2 separate regions of the Sus scrofa genome follow, and region 2 is linked to region 1. A link is a contact called in public Hi-C data. All regions are on one chromosome and are shown on one strand. Each heading gives the region's core, a stretch centred on a gene start, on an enhancer-like site or on the middle of the called end of the contact. The rest is flanking DNA. Distances are from core to core; before and after follow the strand shown. Region 1 overlaps LOC110259291 (a long non-coding RNA gene). Region 2 overlaps LOC110259291 (a long non-coding RNA gene).

Region 1 (5,733 bases), core at 1,084-3,583:
AAGAATTTATAGTCCAGTTTTCTTATCACATCCCAATACCTAAGAATATGGCAATAAATGTATGCAATTAGCAAGAAGAGCAATTTGAGCAAAACATAGCCAGAGATAGGACAGAGTAATGATTCCTATGAAGAAATCTAATACTTTGTGTGTTTAAAAAATTTTTATCCACTGAGTATTATTCTATTTTTGCATTAATAAGACCCTGTTTATTAGAAAAAAAATCTATTTATTTTAAATAAATCAATAGAATATAGAAAAAAGGAAAATATTCCGATACCTGATTCAATAATTACCATCATGATAATGATGGTAGTCTTTATTTTTCCAGTCAATAAGACGAAATTGATAAGAAGAATTCACCTGAGCATCCAACAGTCATTCTGCCGTAATGTCAATTATGATAAATCCCTATGCTATGAATAAATTACTCAACAAATAAACTTTGGCTGGAAAGAGTTTAAAGAAAAAAGCACCAAGTCATAGAGTCATGGAAGCTCCCTGGTCTACTAGAGATTACTGCATGTCAATCTACCTTTTTTTTTTTTTTTTTGTCTTTTTAGGGCTGCATCTGCAGCTTATGGAAATTCCCAGGATAGGGGTCAAATAGGAACTGTAGCTTCCAGCCTACACTACAGCCACAGCAAATGGGATCTGAGCCATGTCTGTGACCTGCATCATAGCTCATGGCAATGCTGGATCCTTAACCCACTGAGCAAGGCCAGGGCTCGAATGTGCATCCTCATGGATACTAGTCAGGTTTGTTAACCACGGAGCCATGACGGGAACTCCTGAATCTACATTTTAATAGCAGTTCAGAAAGATTTTTGCCATCACTGCTGGTTGGACAAATTCATTCTGAATCAAGAACTCATTTGGGAACTGAAAAGTTGAAAGACTTAAGGATACTCCTAAATTGTATATAAACAAAGAGAATGAAGTTTAGATGATAATATTTAAGTTTCTTTCTTTCTTTCTTTTGTCTTTTTGTCTTTTTTAGGGCCGCATCTGTGGCATATGGAGGTTCCCAGGCTAGGGGTCCAATCAGAGTTATGGCTGCCAGCCTATGCCAGAGCCACAGCAATGCCAGATCCAAGCCCCATCTGCAACCTACACCACAGCTCACGGCAACACCAGATCCTTAACCCACTGAGCAAAGCCAGGGATCTAACCTGCAACCTCATGGTTCCTAGTCAGATTCGCTAACCACTGAGCCACAACAGGAACTCCAGTTTCTTTTGTTGATTTGAAATACTCTATGTACCTGCATTTGAAAAACCTATTTAATTAAAAGCATTCTGCTTCATATTCTTTTTGGTACAAATCTAGCTATGTGTAAATGAATAAAATTAAATGAAAAACACAGTAATTACATTTTAAAATACATGGGCTTGTGTTAAAATAATTACATATGCCTATTAAGAAAAAACATCCAAAATGAAAGTATTTATTCAAAGATGATGTAATTTTGGCAATAGTTTTGTTACACCAACACAACAAAAAATAACTCCGCTGTATCCATATTACATGGGAGATAATTTACCATCTTTCCAGTAACTTCAAAACCATGTGCTTTAATTAGCTCTGCTTATTACAAAATTATCATTCCATTTTCTAATACGCTACAAAAAAATGAACATCAAAATTATTATCTTAAATGTGCTGTGCTTTTGTAATGAATGCATGCTCTAACTATCTGAGTTGGAAAGACTATATATGTATACGGGTTTATAAAACAAAAAAAACAAAAAATGTGTTCTGTGTAAGAAAACCAGTGGTTTACATCAAACCTACTCTAATTGAAAGAGAGGCATGGTTAGTGGTCACAAGATAAATGACTTCATCTACAAACCAGATTCCTCAATTTAAAACTGGATGGCCTTTTCCCCTGAAATTGCTTGGAGGGGATCTCACACTTTCTACAGAGCCAACATGAATTCACTGGGTTGGTATTACTCTCTTTTTCCAGGATAAGATGGACTGCTTAAGAACATTAGTTCCTTCTGTGGTCATGGTTCAAAAGTGTACCTAATTGTGAGTGAAACATGGTAATTGTCAGAAACAGATGCTTTAAAATGGGTAAGTTATTCTTGACAATGTAAACAAAGCTCTTGGAATGATGATATGCCCTGTGTGGATTCCAGAATTCCAGAATTTAAGAGTTGGAGCAGCCTTTAAGTCATTTAGCTTTTCTTGTAGGCTCTGTTGGGATTAAGCTGGAGATTCCTGACTTGTAAAACTGCCCAAGGGTGAAGATCCTATCCCTATCTTACTAATTGATTCTAAGCGCTTAGGAACACAGACATCTAAGTCCCTTCCTAGAGTCCACAGTGAACCTGATATTTTTGTTGTGGTCCCCATAAATTTCCAAATGTATTTGTCATGCTGTTGTAGAAAGAGCATTGAACTTGAAATCAAAAGACCAGGACTTGACACTTCCTATTTGACCTTCTAGCAAGTCCTTTTGCCTTGCTGGGATTCAGTTTCCTCACCTGGAAATTAAAGCTACTAATCCTTACCTATATCAAAGGAGATTGTGAGAATCAAATGGGCTAAGGTATGTAAAAACATGCCATAATTATAAAGCTGCAGATGTTTACCTTAACCCTTATGATATTTAAGTTTAGAAAGAAAGAAGGATTTGGGGTCAAGTCTTAGGATTTAGGAATTTTGGTTATGATTGTTTTCAGTCTACACTAAACATACTACTCCCTTAGGGATCTGACCCCTATATCCAAAATCTACAAAATTCCAACATCCATCCATGGCTCTTAGACTCTTTTCAAGCAGTTTGTGAACTGTAGATCACCATACAAATTAAGCTGTTACAAAAATGACTGGTACTATTATACCAAAAGCCAGCAAGCCAGCCACCTGTTTCAGAAAAGCCTGAGGCTAGATTGTCTAATAAGAGCTGGGCTGAGGAGTTTTTCCTTGGGACTTATAAGGCTTATCCTTTATGAATAAATCTAGTTACCAAGGAACTTAACCACCCAGAGCATCACACGATCCTAACAGGCTGGCCAGCAACCCCAAAGTCAAAGGACCATTCCGACGAGGGAAGTAGCAAGGACAGTATCTGCTATTTGCATAGGGCTTTGCAGTTTTCTAAGGTCTTCTCTATATACAAACTAAGACTCTCATCATGGGAGTAATCTCAGAAATTTGAGAGGTGGCAACAAAAAGGAAGGAAATATCATGAGTAAGTACCACCACTTAAATATCTTAAAACTGTGAAATAGATAAAATACACAGATGCCTACCTGATCTATGATACACTAATATCCATCAGAATATAGAGCTGTGCCATTATACAAAGGAGTAGAGATTTTTGTTCATTTAGCATTTATTTCATTTTTTCCCCCATTCTTTTTTTTTTCTTTTTCTTTTCTTTTCTTTTTTTTTTTTTTTTTTTTGCCACCCCACAGCATACAGAGTTCCCCAGCCAGGATTCAGATCTGAGCCACAATTACAACCTACACCACAGTTGTGGCAATGCCAGATCCTTTAACCTATGGTGCCAAGCCAGGGATCGAACCTGCGAACTGGTGCTGTAAAAATACTGCTGATCCTGTTGCACCAAAGAGGGAACTCCTTTTTTTTCACTCTTAACTTTTCTTTGGGAAAATTTCACTCTCTGTCCAGCATCTATGTTCTTTGTGTGGTACTGACTTCATTCTTTGGTCCTAGGATTGGCTCAGATCACTCTAGGCCAGTTTGGATAATCTTGATCTCTGTCATTACTCAGGAGCTGTCTAGTCATAGGAAAACTTAGAACTCTTATTTGAAGGCTAGGGTAAGCATCTTTTTCCCCCCAGGATGCGAAAGAGAAAGTCTGTAGCACAGGGAACTGCTGGCAGCTCTCTTGGGGCTGTAAAGAATGGCACCTTAACCATCTCAGGACTTTGGGGTTATGAAAAGCAATACTTTTTCTCTAAATTTAAGCTTTGAAATTGATTTTCTGTTCTGGCCACACAAATCTTCAACATGGTATATTTAATACATAAAGTACTTTTGCATCACATATTGCATACTTGGACATTCACAAAGCAAATCTTTTTGCTATATAAGCCCCAGTCTGTGGTCTGAGTATGCTGGAACTTTCAATGACTGTATTGTAGCTCTTACTCTGTACTGTACAACTCGGCAGAAATACTGATGTTAAATTACGTGAAAGTTGGGTGATAAACATCTGATGGTTATAATCATGACTACTAGCACTGATGTTAAGAGCAGTAAAACTCTACAAGTTGCTATCCATTTCAAAGCATTATTCTTTGAAGGCAAGACAGACCCTATATTAACCTGTGTTTATTTTTCAGTGTTTTACTAAAAAGCCCATCCTCCAATGCCATGGATGTGGAGTTGTGTTGTAACAGAAAGGTACAACCGATATTCATTCATTTACTCATCAGGAATTTACTGAGGACAAACTGTGTCAGAAACAACTAGAATTCAGTCACATATATGAATACATCACAGTTAATGCTGCCTTATGTTACCTGTCCTTTCGTTTTAATTCAGTCAGACAGTAATTAGCAATTACTGCTTGGGCATCCTTTAGGGGAATGTGAGGGATTCCAAGTGTGAACTTTGTTTTGAGGAGCTCAGAGTTGAGTTGGAGAAAAGAGAAATAGTGAAACATTAAACTTTTTAAGAACCATCACATTATAGGGAGTTCCCTTCATGGGTCAGCGGTTTACAAACCCAACCAGGATCCATGAGGATACAGGTTCCATCCCTGGCCTTGTTCAAGGGGTTAAGGATCCAAAGTTGCTGTGAACTATGGTGTAGGTGGCAGATGCGGCTAAGATCCGGCGTTGCCATGGCTGTGGCATAGGCCGGGCAGCTGTAGCTCTGATTTGACCCCTAGCCTGGGAACTTCCATATGCTGTGGCTGTGCCCTTAAAAGAAAAAAAAAAAAAAAGAATCATCACATTGTATATTTGTATAGCAGTGAATCTGTTTATAATTGGTAGCCACACAATGAATATCAGTGTGGCCCCAGTTTTCAGAGAAGACCTCAAGAAGGTAGTGAAACATGAATCCATAAAAATAGTACAAGTTTTAATTTTCCTTAACAGAGGGTCACTATGCCTCAATAAGACCTATGTTCTCCGTGCATGTGGCTCTATATAATGTTTGGGTTTTTTTTTGTTGTTTTTTGGTTTTTTTTGGCTGTGACCATAGCATGTAGAAATTCCTGGGCAAGGGACAGAACCTGTGCTGCAGCTGTCTGTGGCTTGCACAACAGCAGAAATTTCTTGCAATGTTTGATTTAAGCAGAGATTCCAGCTTTTTAAGTTGGTATCATTCTTCATAAAATAGGAATAAAACTAAAAGCTTCCTCATGGAGTGGTAGTGATTATCAAATCATATGATGTGATGTGTGAGACACAAGTATTTTTATACCAGTTAGGGTGCTTTCAATTGTAATTTGGCATACCTACTACAAGGAATGCACTCTCTTTCTTAAAACCATAGGTACATCAAGCTTTAGGTAAGCTTGATTGGAGCACTCCTTTTTTTTTTCTCTGAATTACTCTAATTTTTCCTTCTTTGTGTAATGGCTTTATCCCCAGGCTGGCTTCCAGTGTGGTCCTGAGACTACCTTTATCAGAGTCTCCTACTGAACCAGAGTCTTGGGGTATAGAGTCAGGAAAGAGTGTCCAGGAATCTTATGTTTGAATGGTAACCCAGGTAACTTAGACACCCTAAAGACTGGGAACCACT
Region 2 (5,133 bases), core at 2,262-4,761, 96 kb after region 1:
AAATAGCTTCTATTACTTCTTTCCTTATAAAATAACCCATACTTGTTTTAGAAATGTTGAAAGTACGACGAAAGCAAAGGAAAGAAAAATAAAAAATCTCTTGTGTCCTCACCACTGAGAGATAAAGGTTATTAACATTTTTGGCTCCAAGTTCTTTTAGAGTCATCTTAAAATACTTTAACAGGATGCTGGTGAGCATCAAGTTTGAGTAAGTCCCTCTAATCCCAACAAGAGGAAAGGCAGCCTGCATGGCTCAGCTCTGCCTTAAGCACAAAGAGGAACATCTATCATTTATTGAGCTACTATTTCCAAAAAAAATCACAGTTTGTCAAGCTGGATTGGGTCTGAGAACCCCACTGAAGAAATGAAAAGACAAAGCACCAGAGAGTAACCGACCTCCCCATAACACCTGGCATCTCAGAGGTAGCCGAGGGACCAAGAAATCTTTAGTTGTCATTTTAGTTGTTTTATTCCCTCGCTAGACCAGCTGTGTCACTAGAGAAAGAATTACAAAATTCAATTTGAGTCAGAACATTTGTCTAAGACAAAACTCAAGGCATGAGGAAATTTTATGTGCTAATTACTTGGCATTATGGAGAAATTAATCTCCACATAAATATTTTTCCAAAGTATTAAAGGTCAGCTTTTTAAGGCCACACCCATGGCATATGGAGGTTCCCGGGCCAGGAGTCAAATTGGAGCTACAGCTGCCAGCCTACACCACAGCCAGTGCAATGCAGGATCCAAGCTATGTCTGCGACCTATATCACAGCTCATGGCAACACTGGATCCTTAACGCACTGAGCAAGGCCAGGGACTGAACCCGCAACTTTGTGGTTCCTAGTCGGATTCATTTCTGCTGTGCCAAGACAGGAACTCCAAGACTTGCATCTTAATGTTAGCCAACTTCAAAGGAAATTATTCCAAATATGCTTTTCTTTTCTTTTCTTTTTGAGCCACACCCGTGGCACATGGAAATTCCCAGGCCAGGGGTAAAGTTGGAGCCACAGCTGTTGGTCTACACCACAGCCCCAGCAACGAAGACCTAAGCCACCTCTGTAACCCGCACCACAGCTTGCAGCAACAGTGGATCCTTAAGCCACTGAGCGGGGCCAGGGTTTGAATGTGCATCCTCATGGATACTAGTGAGGTTCGTTTCCACTGAGGTACAATGGGAACTCCTAAACATACCTTTTTAAAAACAATTTAATAACACAATCTTCTCTTGATGACTCTAAGTCATAATCATGAGCAGCAGTTTTTATTCTATGCTGTGATCCAGTGAGACCTTCTGGGATTGGTAAATTGGAAAACCCTGGCTGGCTCCAGACTGCTAAGCTTTCATAGTGTTCTGTTTGCTCTATATGGATTTTCTGTCTCCTCCTTCACAATCAAGCTGTCAGCTATTATTTCTTGCTGTTCTCAGTATGTCTGAGATCCTCTCCTTATTTGTTCCCCGTCTGCTTTGCAGCTTCTAATCAGTTATGAGCTGGGAAGTGGATAGCCATGTGTGTTGTAAGTATTTGTAACATAAGAGTAAATAGGCTCTGAGTGAGTACTGAGGGGCTCTCTTGATCATTAAATTAGTGAGCAGACTTAGGGACATACATTTTGATTGCTCAGAAGATTTAAGTTTGTTTTCTCTTAAGATTGGCAAATAAATCATGTCCAAATAAATAACAGTACAGTGCTTTAAAAAACAAACAGACACAAAGACTTCAGATACCTTTTGCTGATTTTATACACATCTTTCTTTCCTTGTGAAGATATCCAAATCTCTAAGCCACACAGTAGGCTCTGAGTTCTAAAATTATGTCTCTTAAATTTCTAAAACTTACTTTTTGCAACATAAAATTGGTCTTTTTAAAAAGCTAATGGAGGAGTTCCCTTTGCGGCTCCATGGAAACAAACACAGCTAGTATCCATGATCCCTGGCCTCGCTCTGTGGGTTAAGGATCCGGCATTGTAGGTCACAGATATGGCTTGGATCTCGTGTGACTATAGCTGTGACTGTGGTGTAGGCCAGCAGCTGAGACTCCAATTCAATCCCTAGCCTGGGAACCTCCAAATGCCACAGGTGCAGCCGTTATATTAAATAAATAAACAAATAAATAAAGCTAATAGAAATACAGCTGTGGCATCACTGATGAGCACCTGGCAAGTGATAAGAGGACAGTCTTCTGCTAGGAGGGCTGTTCTCTATGTCCTCACTCCCACTCCCCACCCAGCTACTGTCCTCACCTCTAAAATACAAAAGTGGTCAACATTCTTACTTCCTCATTGTTGCTTGCGTTTTTTTGAAAAGATTAAAACCACTTTCCCTTAATTCAAATTTAAAAATTTTTTTAAATGGTCAACAAGACAAACTTTCCTACTCTGTCCTGATACTTTCTCCTAGATTCTAAATTTCCTTTTTTTTTTTTTTTTGTCTTTTTAGGACCACATCCACGGCATATGGAGGTTCCCAGGCTAGGGGCTGAATCTGAGCTGTAGCTGTAGCAGTCTATGCCAGCACCACAGCAATGCCAGATCCGAGCCGCATCTGCGACCTACACCACAGCTCACGGTAATGCCGGATCCTTAACCCACTGAGCAAGGCCAGGGATCGGACCCGCAACCTCATGGTTCCTAGTTGGATTCATTTCCACTGCGCCACGACGAGAACTCCCAGATTCTAAATTTCTAGACTTTATAATGAACAAGTAAATGAGATGGGCCAGTAGGAAGCTAACGTCCCAGCCCACGTGCTGCTGAAATCATTTTGAAAGCTACCATTAGAAATGGTGCTGTGGGAGCCACAGGGGCTGTAAAAGCCGAGCAGTTTGCAAAATTATGCCAAGAGGAGGAATTACTCAATGCAAACACCTGCTGCAGAGTGATTATCAAATTATCCACAGGGCAACTAGGACCCTGTGAGTTGACTTTCCACCCTACCACCCTACCACTCCACAGTGGTTTGTATTTACCAGTAAACACCCAGAAACCCACTGCACTCTGCTAAACCAAAAGGCCAAATTAAATGACTCACACCAGAGTTAATGAGGGGTTGTAATAACAAAAGCCCAGCCACAAATGAACGAGGGGCATTAACAATGTGCAAAGAACTTCCACTCTCGGGATCTCACTTACAGTTGGAAATAACTGTTCATTAAGGTAGTTCCCAGGGAAAGGTGCCACTGATGGGTTTTCCCAAAGAAAGGACAAAACTTTAAAACAAGAACTGTAGTTAAAATATACCCTAAACGTCCCCTCTATTTCATCCCACCCCCCTTCTTTCCAGCTGTCAGTTTTTAAAGTGTATGTTTTAATTTTCCACGGTTGACCACATCCAAAGCTGTTTTAAGGAGCATGGGATTCTTTTCTTCTCTAAAATCTATATGCAGCCATGGATTACCACAGCTGGCTCCAGGAACGTTTGCAAAATCTAACTTACTATCTGAGACTATTTCTAAGACTGTTCTGAGTGACGCTGGGCCCGCTTCTCTCGTTGTAATTTGTAGACCATCCTAAATGGTCTTTCTGTGATCAGGGGCTCTCCGCTTACACAAATGCAGGGCAGTATTTGCCCTGATGTGTGTCCCAAGGAGAGCTTGGGAAGAAATCATCATTATCCAGGCGGTTCACCCAGACACACAGACTTGCTTGTTACCGTATTTAAAGAAGGGGCTACAAAGAAATAGTCATTGGCTTTACCATAGGAGAAACCCAGTATGCATTTCCAAGGAATCACATTTTGGGGAGAATTACAGAATAATTACACATATGCTTAGATCACGAGCATTCAATGAAGCGGACAGTATTTTGAGGATTTAAGATGTTGGCGTTGTGGTCGTCTCTAAGAAACCGGGATAATTCAGACATTCAAATGCAAAACCGCACCATTTGGAGAGTGTAATGCGGTCTGTTCTGGTCACTGTTACAAATTCGGAAAGGATTCCCTGGCTGCCGACATTAGAGGCACTTAATACTTAAATCTGTTTCCAAATGTAAAGCATAGAACAAAAGTGCTGGGCATTAATGAAACGTATCCTAACACTGGTGTGCTGACACATTTCATTAAAGCGTCACTTTGGGAGAGTGAAAAAATAATGACAAGAGCTTTGCTGTGTGCAACTTGATAAGGTCCTCAGATGAAATATCATTAACTAATAACACATTAAACATCCATTTGAACCTTATCAGGGTTTTCAGATCGGGCTGGAATGAATTTCATGCCTACGATGTTCCTATAACCAATTGCTATAAATGAATCTCATTCCTGAGTCAAAATACTCCTTGTTTATTCATGTTCATTTGATTCAAACTGCCAGGAACTCAAGGATTCTTGGAAGTTACTGCAATGATCATAAGAAAAAGATTTTAAAATAGCAACTATCTTGTTTACTTGTAAGGCCAGGCATTAGTTAATTCCTGAAGGAATGTATTGTGTGTATTTTTTTTAAATATACATCTTTACCATTTTTGTTGGGTCATTGGCAAAATGCATTTCTCCTGCACTATAAAAGTTAAAGTGTTCTTCTAGGCTCAAACAGGGTTTCTCTTTTCTTAATTTAAAAAAAATGATAAAAATAAGAATTCAACCAATGTAGACCAAAAACTCAGCATTTTATGAGTTTGAAAAGATTTCCAATTTGATCTTTTATTTAGGACAATTTTCCTTGTGTAAATACACATAATTTGTGTTTTCAGTAAATTTTCAAAACGTCACCTTCTAAGATTTTGTGTTCAAAATATCCAAATAACAAGAACTTTGCAAATCTGGCAGCCACCTGGATATTCTTACCAGACAGATTTATGTAGGGTGTTTTCCAACATTTATAGATTTGTTTGATTTTTTTTTTTGCAGAAAAGTCATTTTATAAAATGTAGCAAGGCAAGAAATTCTCCCAAGCTGGGCCTACATAGCCAAGAATCGAGTTACAAAGTAACACAAAACAAAAGAGATGAAATAGAGAAATTAGTCCAAAGCAAAACAAGGGAACTGCCCAAGAAACTTGGAGCCGGCAATCTCCTAATGTGAAAGGTTAATCACAAGATTTAAAATCTAATCTTGCTTTCAAAGGCAGCTCATGTAATTGCATACATTGTAAAGGGAATGAGAACAGTGGGAACAGAAAAAAAAATGTAACAAGC

What was found. Hi-C and Micro-C count contacts between places; a contact is called where the count stands out from the background.
Region 2: a contact with region 1 is called in a Hi-C map of fetal skeletal muscle, with 1.7 times the contacts expected there. The contact joins two enhancer-like sites. A contact is called at or near these places in 1 of 5 promoter capture datasets (liver), 14 of 47 Hi-C or Micro-C datasets (brain, embryonic fibroblasts, epiblast stem cells and 7 more) and 1 of 2 datasets of contacts at active chromatin or transcription factors (skeletal muscle).

The regions. Positions count from the first base shown.
Region 1 is chr2:39,059,593-39,065,325 of Sscrofa11.1, forward strand. The region is part of intron 3 of LOC110259291 (a long non-coding RNA gene); the gene reads right to left. Among named protein-coding and RNA genes, the nearest start is that of HTATIP2, 10 kb to the left of the region's middle. Within about 2 kb of position 2,334, at least 1 of the 83 cell types and tissues checked has an H3K27ac peak or open chromatin away from gene starts, as enhancers often do. A contact at or near this core is called in fetal skeletal muscle, where this site is marked.
Region 2 is chr2:39,154,145-39,159,277 of Sscrofa11.1, forward strand. The region is part of intron 1 of LOC110259291 (a long non-coding RNA gene); the gene reads right to left. Among named protein-coding and RNA genes, the nearest start is that of DBX1, 73 kb to the right of the region's middle. Within about 2 kb of position 3,512, at least 1 of the 83 cell types and tissues checked has an H3K27ac peak or open chromatin away from gene starts, as enhancers often do. A contact at or near this core is called in fetal skeletal muscle, where this site is marked.